4 separate regions of the Mus musculus genome follow, and all the other regions are linked to region 3. A link is a contact called in public Hi-C and promoter capture Hi-C data. All regions are on one chromosome and are shown on one strand. The core of a region is the stretch at or near the end of the contact, and the rest is flanking DNA. Distances in the headings are between cores, read along the strand shown.

What was found. Hi-C and Micro-C count contacts between places; a contact is called where the count stands out from the background. Capture Hi-C pulls out chosen DNA fragments and counts their contacts.
Region 1: a promoter capture Hi-C map of liver shows a contact between it and region 3. The contact joins two enhancer-like sites. A contact is called at or near these places in 3 of 484 Hi-C or Micro-C datasets (LSK cells, bone marrow-derived macrophages and nephron progenitors), 1 of 115 datasets of contacts at active chromatin or transcription factors (double positive thymocytes) and 3 of 9 other capture datasets (adipose tissue, liver and pancreatic islet).
Region 2: a Hi-C map of liver shows a contact between it and region 3, with 1.6 times the contacts expected there. The contact joins two enhancer-like sites. A contact is called at or near these places in 3 of 39 promoter capture datasets (liver and pre-B cells), 1 of 15 datasets of contacts at CTCF or cohesin (large pre-B cells), 3 of 484 Hi-C or Micro-C datasets (cochlea, liver and nephron progenitors), 2 of 115 datasets of contacts at active chromatin or transcription factors (cardiomyocytes and large pre-B cells) and 3 of 9 other capture datasets (adipose tissue, embryonic stem cells and liver).
Region 4: a contact with region 3 is called in a promoter capture Hi-C map of liver. The contact joins two enhancer-like sites. A contact is called at or near these places in 1 of 15 datasets of contacts at CTCF or cohesin (large pre-B cells), 1 of 484 Hi-C or Micro-C datasets (LSK cells), 1 of 115 datasets of contacts at active chromatin or transcription factors (double positive thymocytes) and 3 of 9 other capture datasets (adipose tissue, liver and pancreatic islet).

What each region holds. Positions count from the first base shown.
Region 1 is chr16:94,665,965-94,668,664 of GRCm38.p6, forward strand. It overlaps Dyrk1a (dual-specificity tyrosine-(Y)-phosphorylation regulated kinase 1a), which reads left to right. Exons shown (of 12, transcript NM_007890.2): 5 at 1-140. Among named protein-coding and RNA genes, the nearest start is that of Gm41504, 47 kb to the right of the region's middle. Within about 2 kb of position 1,392, at least 4 of the 459 cell types and tissues checked have an H3K27ac peak or open chromatin away from gene starts, as enhancers often do. A contact at or near this core is called in liver, where this site is marked.
Region 2 is chr16:94,692,669-94,695,368 of GRCm38.p6, forward strand. Dyrk1a (dual-specificity tyrosine-(Y)-phosphorylation regulated kinase 1a) reads left to right here. Exons shown (of 12, transcript NM_007890.2): 12 at 1-2,700. Among named protein-coding and RNA genes, the nearest start is that of Gm41504, 20 kb to the right of the region's middle. Within about 2 kb of position 1,448, at least 11 of the 459 cell types and tissues checked have an H3K27ac peak or open chromatin away from gene starts, as enhancers often do. A contact at or near this core is called in liver, where this site is marked.
Region 3 is chr16:94,448,086-94,450,785 of GRCm38.p6, forward strand. It overlaps Ttc3 (tetratricopeptide repeat domain 3), which reads left to right. Exons shown (of 46, transcript NM_009441.2): 35 at 1-63. Among named protein-coding and RNA genes, the nearest start is that of Gm23692, 20 kb to the left of the region's middle. Within about 2 kb of position 1,281, at least 17 of the 459 cell types and tissues checked have an H3K27ac peak or open chromatin away from gene starts, as enhancers often do. A contact at or near this core is called in liver, where this site is marked.
Region 4 is chr16:94,648,814-94,651,513 of GRCm38.p6, forward strand. The region is part of intron 2 of Dyrk1a (dual-specificity tyrosine-(Y)-phosphorylation regulated kinase 1a); the gene reads left to right. Among named protein-coding and RNA genes, the nearest start is that of Gm41504, 64 kb to the right of the region's middle. Within about 2 kb of position 1,273, at least 8 of the 459 cell types and tissues checked have an H3K27ac peak or open chromatin away from gene starts, as enhancers often do. A contact at or near this core is called in liver, where this site is marked.

The sequences.
Region 1 (2,700 bases), core at 142-2,641, 220 kb after region 3:
ATTCCAGTCATAAGAAGGAGCGGAAGGTTTACAATGATGGTTACGATGATGATAACTATGATTATATTGTAAAAAACGGGGAAAAGTGGATGGATCGGTATGAAATCGACTCCTTAATAGGCAAAGGTTCATTTGGACAGGTAAGTCTATCAGTTGTTCATTGTTTTAGATGGATGCCTTCTGGGCTCTGGGCTCTGGGCTCTGGGCTCTGGGTTTTACCATGCTTCCGGTGTCTCCTTCCTGTCCCCAGAGCACAGCATTGATTTTCCTCTGCATGGGTGACGGCAGTGGGTTTGGCTTTTCTCTTCATTCTCTGAACCCAGTGTTTTCCTGTCTTCATCTAAACACCTAGACTCCGTGCTCTCCCACAAGTGCTCATTCCCTCTTTTGTCTCCATTGGAAGCGGTCTGCACAGGCCTTGTTCCTTCTTCAGCTTTCTTAGTGTTAGATGGCAGCAAGCTGCCACTTCTTGCACTTGTGTAAAGGTTTCTGGCTAGTCAGTGCCACCCTGCCCCAGTTACTAAGCTGTTGATGTTAGAGGCCTGGATTATTGTTACCGCCATTGTTTAGGTAATTACATGTGATCTAAATGTACTTCTTACGGAGTACAGTAAAGTGGAGGTTAAAGTGACGTCTCATGAGGCTCCCCTGTGCTGGTGTCGATCAAAAACCAACTGTACAGCTGGTGTAGAAACCCAAGATAGACTTACAGTCATGCTCCGTTGAGGCTCCTGCAGTACTCGAGACCATGTCAGAAGACAGACGCACACCTATGAGTCTGAGTGTGATTACGTAGTAGCCTTGAGGGAAAGCAAAATATATTCTTCAGCGAGTGAGGTGATATTCACGTGTCACACATAATTGTGCTAAGGGCAAAAGTACATTGTTGGTCCTAGCAGTCATAGACTGAAACTTAGGAGAGGGCTGGAAACACAGAGGCAGCTCTGCCCTCACCATTGAGACCTCCAGCACTGTGCAGCAAGACCAGAGTCTTAGGGCACGTGTGTATCTGCTCCTTTCTACACCATGAAGAAGTCTGTCACCTTTTTCTTCTGAGTCAAGGTTTTCATAATATTTTAGTAATCCCTCTTTATCAATTTTTCTTGACCGTCAGAAGTCTTCACTTTTCTATAAAACCCTTAGGAAAACACTGTTGCGGCCTGCCTCTTAACGAGGGTTGGGAACCCCTGCAAATGGAAGGAGTGCGGTCCCCACTCTGGGAACTGCTCCAGCATCTGCACATCTGCTCCTAGTAGGACCTCCTCCTCTGCTCCTAGTAGGACCTCCTCCTCTGCTCCTAGTAGGACCTCCTCCTCTGCTCCTAGTAGGACCTCCTCCTCTGCTCCCTCTGCCGTGGGAGCTCTGGCTCTGCTGCTCCCTCTGACCCCGCAGCGCCAGGCCGGTTCTTTCCTCTCTAGCTTAGCCTGCTTGTCTCTCTCTCTCTCAGAGCAGAGGAGCACAGTGTGGAAGCGTGCACACATTTGTTCTGTTTACCTGACACGCAGAGATATGTACTGGTGTATGTTCATAGCTAGGACCTGGCGCTCACCATACGGATGCTACCAAATTTATCTAAATTTTCAGTTGGGGTCTGTCAAGTAAAGGACTTTTCTTACTTCTTTTAGCCATTGTTTATTAGTCCTAACTACACATTGAACATTTCCAGAACTACATTTGTTCCATAGACCTTTGGCTACTCACCTGCTGCTGTTACTAAACTCGGCATAGTTGTTGCCAAAATAAAAGAATATCAGCACTGCTTGGTCACGTGTTTAAAGGCGTAGCTTCTGACATAAAAAAGGAAGCAGGTACAATGTTCAGAATTGAGTCAGTTTCCACTCAGCTGTGTAGGACATCATTTCCAGTGTATTTGACCTTGAGTGATTGCGATTGTGGAGCAGACTCCTCTTTGCTGATACAGTGGTTGTCAGACTTCACTTTGGGGCCTTTTTAGGTTCTTTTACCTCCAGACTTTTTGAAATGTAGTCAGATGTATTTAGGACCATGGCCTATTCAGCCTACTGTGCTGCAGATGGGTAATGTGTTCGTCAGGTCTAACCTTTGTGTTTGAGTAGAAGAGTTTTAAAACATCTTCTAATTACGACATTCCCTCAGAGTACTTTACTGGTAACTTTTTCATAAGCTAATTCTCTTACGTCGTTGTTTTTGTGTATGAGAATCTAAAATTAGAAAATTATTTGCTTTCTAAGAAACATCAGAACCTTTTTTTTTATTCTTAGGACTAAATAAAAATTTTTTTACATTAAAAGAATAGTTGAACTGGAAGTGGCAGTAGATAGCAGTAAACCCAGAACTGGAGAGACAAAGGCAGGAAGATATGTGACTTTGACTCCAGCCTGGTCTTCATACTGAGTTCTAGGCCATCCAGGGTCAAACAGAGAGACACTGTCTCAATAATAAAAAAAACCCAATAGCCGAGTAAGTTGTTTTATTTAAAAAGATACACATAGATGCACACACACATACATGCACACACACACACACACACACACTTTGATTTTAGTAAGAAAAAGTGAAGGTTCAACTCAGCCTTCATCAGGCAGCAGTCATTTTGTTTTCGAGGGAAGAAAACAGTTTCCATTTTGTTAAGTTATGTGAATAGTTAGAAATACTGCAGGAAGGATACAAGAGGACATTCAATTAAACAAAATGGATTTAGCTGCCTTGTGGTAAAGTAGA
Region 2 (2,700 bases), core at 198-2,697, 240 kb after region 3:
AAATTTGGGTTTTTTATGTCCTCTACACACTTGGGCACGGAAATGCAGTACTGTAAGGAAGAGGGACCTCTAGCACACACAAACATCATCTTCAGCTGTGTGAAAGGGACGATTGTGTTGACATTTGTAAGGCACATTAAGCATGCTAAGTGGCGGGGATCAGGACTCTCCTATCTGAGCCTACTGAGGAGCAAAGCAGCCATTGCATGGGATCCTGTGGGTCTCCTGCTGGAGAGGCCACAGGAGGATAGGATGGAACGTGACTGGTCGGTCTCCTTACCAAGGCGCACTGAGAAGCAATCAGCGGGTCGGTTGTGGCCAGTCCTGGGGAGGTCTGAGTGGTGGTCCTTGGGATAACCTTTGGCCTTACGGATTTGGACTCGGAGTTAGAAGAGCCCACCATTTCAGATGCAATCACTTGTGGACATGCGTTTGCAGACAGTCCTTAATGCTGAAAACACAGAGAATGGGTAATTCAAGAGGCCTTTCTTTTAAAATAGACTTTTGTGACCCACTAATTGTAAGGTATTGCAAGGTCACTTTGCGTGTGTCATAAAGCTGACTCCCTTCTTGGTTGAAGGCCACAGAGGTAGTGGTTTGCTTTGATGGAAATAGCTACAGCTGTGTCCCTTCCTGCTTTTCCCTTTTCTTTGGCTTTTTCTCGGCACGTGGTGTCTCCACCATTTCTTCTGCACAAAGACGTCTTCTGTTCACCCTGAACATTTTAAAATGCAGAATTTTATGTGACTGCTTTTTTGCCTCACAATTATGCTGTGAATTTTACAAAAATTTATTTTCTTTTTTGATAATTTATTGTACCAAAGCTGTTTTTATAGCACATAGATGTCTGTAACCAATAATGTCGCAGGCCTGCACTTTGACACAGGTGTAACGAGACCGTTTTAAACGTCAGTTGAAATGATGGCTGTACTATTGCTTAAACAAAACTGGAACTGTTGTTGAATCCATAGCCAATACATTTACAGCAATCTTGTACTGGACAGAATAGATTGACATCTAATTCAAGATTACAACACCTGTCACATTCTAAATGTGTTCAGGCTTCTGAAGGGAAAGGGACACTGGATCCAGAAGCTATGGAGCCAGCAGTTGATCTTGTATTCCTGATTAACTTCCTTGTAAACTTGAACTTGAGACCTTGATTGAACCGACAGGTCCACAGTAGGAACAGGAAGCAGGCAGAGCTCTGAGCATGACCTGAAGGAAGCAGGCTGGCACTAGCAGTTGCCTTGTCTGGAGATGCTGCTGCCTTCAAGTAGCACAGTCTGGCAGTGGCTAAATCTGTGTTCCCATTGAAATTGAGCAATTTTAGGGTGTTATACTCTGAAGCAGTTGAATTGGGAGAATGAAGATAGAGTAATTTCCCTGTCCAGGATCAAAAGAAGCCTAGAAAGAAGCAGTGATCTACCTCTGCCAATAACCCTGTTGGAAGCAACGCAGCAGAACACCACGGTACTTTTTATTGCTTAATTCCACGTGGCTGACTAGGTCAAGGTTTGTTTGGTGTTTTTTTTTTTTTTTTTTGTTTCTGAGCAAAAGCAGGTTTTTTTTTGTTTTTTATATGTAAACAAAAGAAAGGCCTAAGCTCTGTGAGTGCAAGTGGAGACTCAGAGAGCCCCGTTTCTATAAACACAGACACTTCAGGTGTTAATCAGGAAACCCATATTGATTTTGTAATTAAATGTCAAGCCTGTGGATTGTTTTGAGCTTGGTAGTTGATGAGCATTTCCGTACAGAGGCCTCACCTTGAGCACAGCACTGTCAGGAGGGCGCAGCGCCTGTGGCTGCGGAGCCCCAGGTGCCACACACCCACCCCACGTGGCTCAGGTCATTCTTTTTTTCTTTCTGTGCTGGTTGCCACATTTTAGCAAGCACCAAAAAAGAAAGCAGTTTTTAAAGCTATATTTACGTAAAGAGAGCCACACAATCCAGTGCTTCTGCATACCGTGTCACGTTACAGTCCAGTTTTGTGTGCTTTACTACACAGTTTGGTTACAGGACTTCTGTGCATTGTAAACATAAACAGCATGGAGAGGTTAAATACCTGTGTTCAGATTGTAAGATCTAGTCCAGACTTGCTGTGTATATTGTAACGTTAAATGAAAAAAGACCCCCCTTTGTATTATAGTCATGCGGTCTTATGTATGATAAACAGTTGAATAATTTGTCCTCAGAGTCTTTACTATGCTTTTTTAAAAATTAACTTAAGGAAAAATGTAAACAGTAAAAAAACAATCTTCGTGTGCAGTGAAGCGGGTCCGGGTGTGGTAGGTAAAGCAGGCACAATCCTGTCGCCTATGTAAAGGGAAAAGACTTGTGAGACAGAGACATTGGCTGCAAGTGTCTTTGAAAGTAAAAATTGGAGGTTTAACAGATAATTTGGTTTTTAAAATGGATTCTTTACCTGAGTGATTATCATGTTGATTTGTGCTCCCCTGTGGTACTGTCTCTGTGTTGAGAGCACGTGGGGGCCTGTCCTGTGGGGATGAAGGACAGAACTGAGTGCCATCTCCCTGAGTCTGCTCTGTCCCTTTCCTGTGCAGAGCCCGGAATCCTGCCGTGCGGAGGCAGTTTCTAACCCACAGCCCTCTCTTTTCAGTGCTAGCCTGCACAGGGTCTGTTGAGTGGCCTTCAGAAGGTAAGAAACTTAGGTAGAAAAGAAACAAATGTGATTCTGGA
Region 3 (2,700 bases), core at 31-2,530:
AGGAGCTCACAAGAGATCAAGGACCTGGAGGAAAAGCTGCAACGGCACACAGAGGAAAACAAGGTAAACCTCCCTGAGACTCGGTGATGGCTGCGGTGAGTGGCAGTGTTTGTCAGCCTCAGTCAGCTGAGCTGCACCAGTGGCCACACAAGAACTCCTTCTCAGGAGCCTCTCTCACTTTTCCCTGCAGCACACCCAGTGGCAGTGCTCCTTGTAGTGATGTAGAACCTTACCAACTGTTTTGAGAAAAGGACTATAAATCTGGGATTTAATTTAATTGCCTTGTCTGTTTGACTGAAACTCTTCTGTGTTTAATTCCAAGTTAAATTCCTGTCTGCGTTGTGAGGCACTATCAGAGGAGAGGTCACAAATGTGAGCCTGCAGCCACTCGTGGTTCCGTCTAGAACTCTTCCGACAGAGCAGTTAGCTTACTTAATATCACTGAACTTAGTTTGCTTATCTGGAAGACTTGGGGTAAAACTCTGTGGTAAAGAATGAGGGTTAATAAGTAATTGACTCTGTTCCTATCCCTCATCTTCATGAGGAAATGTCAGAATAACTCATGGAGCCTGTGCTGTATTCAAGTCTCTGGAGTATCTGGTTTGAATTCTATTAGTTGAGACTGACCATCAGTTATTTAGTGAAGTGGTACCAGTTGGCAAAAAAAAAAAAAAAAGGTGGCTTTAGTGGCAAGGAGATTACAGGTGTGAGAAAATGATGTTCCTTTTCATAAAGGGAATGGAGAGACCCATTTAAGAAGGAAAAAATGGTTTGAGAAGTCAGAATTAACATCTGGAATAATACATTAAGTAGTAGGAAATTAGCTTAATTAGGAAACTTGTCTATTAGAATTGGAGTATACCTGGAAGAAAGGAGATAGAGTAAGTGTGGCAGCACTCCCAGGACCTGTTCACAGAGATCGGCCTAGGGATACCAGTAAAAAGAAAAAAAAAAAAAAATTAAAGCCTACTTAGCATATGATTCGTGGAATGCAAACTTGAATAAACTACTTGAGAGATATAATAAAGTAAAATAATGATACAAATGTGGTATTGCCTCAGGAAGATTTGAACAGTAATCCATGTGGCCTTGTTTGAGTGGCAGGCAGATTCAGGCACATAGTACTTCACATAGGCATTTGGTGAGTGAAGTTTGTGAAAGAGACGTCTCCAGCTTCACACACTGGTGGTCAGACTTGGTACTTTATTCACACAGCTCATCAAGCCTGTTTGTACAGATGTTCTCTACCTTGGGGATAGAGCGCACCCAAGAGGAAGACTGACAGAGCAGCAGCTCTGACCGCGGTTCTCTGTCTAGCTCCCATGCCCTTGAGGTTTCAGACGTCTGAGAGAGGGTCTTACTGCGTAATCTGGGTTGGGCTCAAAGTCCATGGCCTTTTATCTCGGACGTGTTGGGAGCATAGGCAGGCAGCCCATACCAGGTTCTTCTAGTGCCTTTTCTTTTTGTGTGGTTTGCATCTGGTGTCAAGATTGTTCTCAAGAACATGGTGAGTCCGTTACTGCATCCCTCAAACAACAGGTTCGTTCAGGTACTAGACTTAGTTGGCGAGCTGTGTACCCTCTTAAATTTCGAACCTGAGTTTCTTCGGTTGTGTCTACAAGAGTAGGTGGGAATGAATATGATCATTTCCTTTTACGAAGCAGCACGTGAACTCAGGTCAGAGTTTCACTGTGAGCATTGCGCAAACGCACATGATTTTAATTCTTTATGCTTTCATAACTGATTTCCTATAGGCAGTTTTGCCAAGCAGGTTCTCATCCTGTTGCATAACCATCTCCCTTTCAAAAAACCAGATCAAAGGTGAGATCATTGGCCCAGAGTGCAAACAGAGGTGGCCTGGCTTCCACTGGCATAGCAAGCAGATTTACATTGATCTTAGAAATAAAAATGACCATGTAGAATACAGGAGTTTGTAAGGATGGTAGGCACGGGGTCATCTAAGTCACAGAAGTGAAGTGATGTGTTTGGAATCAGCAAGATTGTATTAGAAAGGAAAATGTGGACAAGACCAGCCTAAGGGGACATCACAGAACTTTGGTTCCACTCCTGCCACTTTGTAAGAGAGCCCGTGTATCACATCCATTCAGGCTGTTCTCTGAATTGGGACTCAGGCTTGCAGGAAGACTAGTTAGCAGGGCCATCGCCAAAAACATAGAAACCCTGGGTGTCTAAGGCATAAGAGAAAAGGGGAGAAATGGCCTCTTGAGTCTGTATCATTTTTTACTTTAATGCCATTACTTCCTATTACATTTGAGTAGTTGAATGTAGGGTGCACCATCCGTTTGAGGGAGAAAGCCCATGTTTTTGTAACTGAATCTTTGTTCTCAGTGTGTTCTGAACCAGCAGGATCAGGACCTCAAGAATTAATAAGAAACTAGTCTTTCTTTAGCAAATAGGAGTACAGAGTTTTATTAAGCATGTATTGGTAGTTGTGGAATTTGAGACTGGACACTATTTAACATTTCCATGTTCACATATCTCAAAACCAGCAGTTACTTAAGGAGCTGGGGTCTGGGAGTGGCGCTGACCCTCGCCCTCCAGGAAGGGAACCAGCATTGCCTCCGGTGTGTCTCTGCCACACTGCCTGAAATTCAGGCAGGTGGTCAATCCAGATGCCTTTAATGGCCAGCCACGGGCATCTTATTTGTATTTCTAGAAACAAAACCTACTGGGCTTGCC
Region 4 (2,700 bases), core at 23-2,522, 200 kb after region 3:
TAGCCTGCAGGCTCTGGGGGCTCCAGGTGGTGAGATTTTGAGACTTCTGAGAACATCAATTTTGATAGCAATCCTGAGAAGCAACTGGGGGCATGGAGCCTGGGTAGAAGCAGTTTGGACCCCACTGTTCCAGATAAGGTTTTGACAGAGATGATAGAAGTAAGCTGGATGAGGAATGAGAGAGAGAGAGAGAGAGAGAGAGAGAGAGAGAGAGAGAGAGAGAGAGAGAGAGAAGAGAGACTGTGTGTGTGTGTGTGTGTGTGTGTGTGTGTGTGTGTGTGTGTTGGGTAGAAGGAAAAGACTGAAAAAGACCCCTCACTTGGATGGTGGATGGAGGCCATTTATAGAACTGGGTCAAACTTGGCTTTCCTGCTTGCTTTTGAGTCCCTGAAGACTCAGTTAAATATAGTATGCCATGCCTTGCAGCTCAGGCTGGAGTTTGCTTTGGAAGCTCTGCTGTAGCCCCAGACAGCCCCTACCAATGCACTGAGTTGTACTAAAGGAAGACCTGTTTGTCTTTAGTGTAGATTGTGGAGAAGACAAGAGAAGGGAAATGCTAGCACTCGTTCTCGCTACTGTACCTGTCTGGTTTCTTGTGAACAGCCAGCCCTTGGGATCTGATAACTTTGATTTGCACACCTCCCACTCACACAGAGGGACATGCAGACTTTCTGGAGGCCCAGGCTTTGCTCACCACCTTCACAGTTATACCACTAATGATAGACCTTTGCCTACAACAACAGTGTCCACGTAGCAAGCAATCGCATTTTAAAATTAATAATAAATTAAAATTAATTTTAATAATAATTATATAGTTTACCCAGTATATTTAAAATATATTATTTTAATATCTAATCAACTTTAAGATGTTAAGGAGTAATGAAGTTAAAGAAGTTAATGAAGTTTTACATTTATAACTTATCTTGGTCTGAATAGCCACACAGACTGTGAGCTATTGGGCAGTGCTGAGTGTCTGGCTCAGGGCTTAGTGAATGAACTGTTCAGTAGAGTTTGCTACAAAGATTCCATGTCATTCCGGGATGTTTGCTTTCATTGTGAAGCAGTTGAATGTTTTGCTGTACTTAAGTAGTAGTTATATGTTCCTGGGAGCTCCCAGGATCCAGTACTGACTGCGAGAGGAAGTCCTGGGGGGTTGTGCAGGAACGACACAGGGTCTGCAGTTGCTGCCTTCCTTCTGATGAGGACATACATGCTTCAGTTACATTGTAAGAGAATCCACAGTCCAGGCTGTTGGCATAAACACATTGTTTTTGTTGTCATTGGGTTTTGTTGTTGATTTTTCAAGACAGGGTTTCTCTGTGTAATCCACCCTGGCTGTCCTTGAACTCACTCTGTAAACCTAGGCTGGCCTCCAACTCAGATCCACCTGCCTCTGCTGTTCAGCCAACAAATCGTAACTACTCCTTGAGAACATTTTATATATGTACAGTATTTAAATAGTTGAGGATTTAATTTTTGAAGGTTTTAAAATTGAGTAAGGGGCAGAATTCTTAGTGGTTAGAGTAGCTGCAAAGCCCTGGGTACAAATCCCAGAGCTCCTCCTGAAAGGCAAGACTGTTCACGAGAAAAACTACCTTTTAACCTGGGAAGTAGAAAAGTTGGGTTTGGTGTGTGCCAGAATTTTTATATTAGTTATCATTCAGCTGGAAAGAAAGATTTTATGTATTAAAGATTAATTTACTGAATCTGAATTTTAGAATTTACTATATTTGATACTATATAACATGCATTTGAATAAAAGTGAGATAATCTTTCAAAAATTATCCCTTAGTCTTTGCACACTTCAGTAATTATGTCTTGTGTGGTTCCTCATATACTTGATATAAATTGCTGTGAATCAGTTTGACTAACAATTTCTCTTTAAGAATAACACAGGCCCACAATATCCCAATATCCTCTTCCTCCTCCTCTTCTTCCTCTTCCTCTCCCTCCTTCCTCCTCTTTCCCTTTCAAGATCTGGGATTAGAGGAGCATGCTGCCAAGCCTACTCATGATCACTTATTTGATCATAAGCTTCCAGTGGATCAAATGGATTTGTAGAAAAGTGATACAAAGACTTCACAAATCTTTGAGATTAGTGAGTTCATATTTCCAGGTGCTACTGTAAATGAAACTCAAGACCAATATTGGAAGCTTTGTTGTAATAAGTGGGAATTGTGAGGGCCATAGAGTTAATTGAAAACATCGGGTTTGTTTGTTTGTTTGTCTGTCTGTCTGTTTTGTAGCTGGCAACTGAATTCAGGCCCTCTGCAACACCAGTGCATGTCCTAGCTTCTGAGTCCTCTGACTGTCTCCCTTATTGTGGTACTGAAATCTTCTTGGTGTTTTGTTTTAACAGTTTTAACTGTCTTAGACTAGAAAATGTGGAAACTGCTATGCATATCAGAAAGTGGTCTTTGAATTTCGGGTCAGGATACATCTTGGGAAACACCATTACGTAGTGGAGTTGTTTTCTGACTTGTGCTAATCACCATTGTTTTCTAGGTAGTCTGGGCTCAGAGGTGTGTCCTGTTGATGCACTCAGGCTGTCAAGTGGACTTGATCGACTTTCATGCATCTCCCCTTTTCTGCACTACTAGCCTTACACTTATTTGCAGTCTCACGCTTCGGTTGTTGAATTAAAACACAAATTCTCTCTGTTTTCTTACCAAACCCTTTAAGCTCATCGTTTCTGTTATT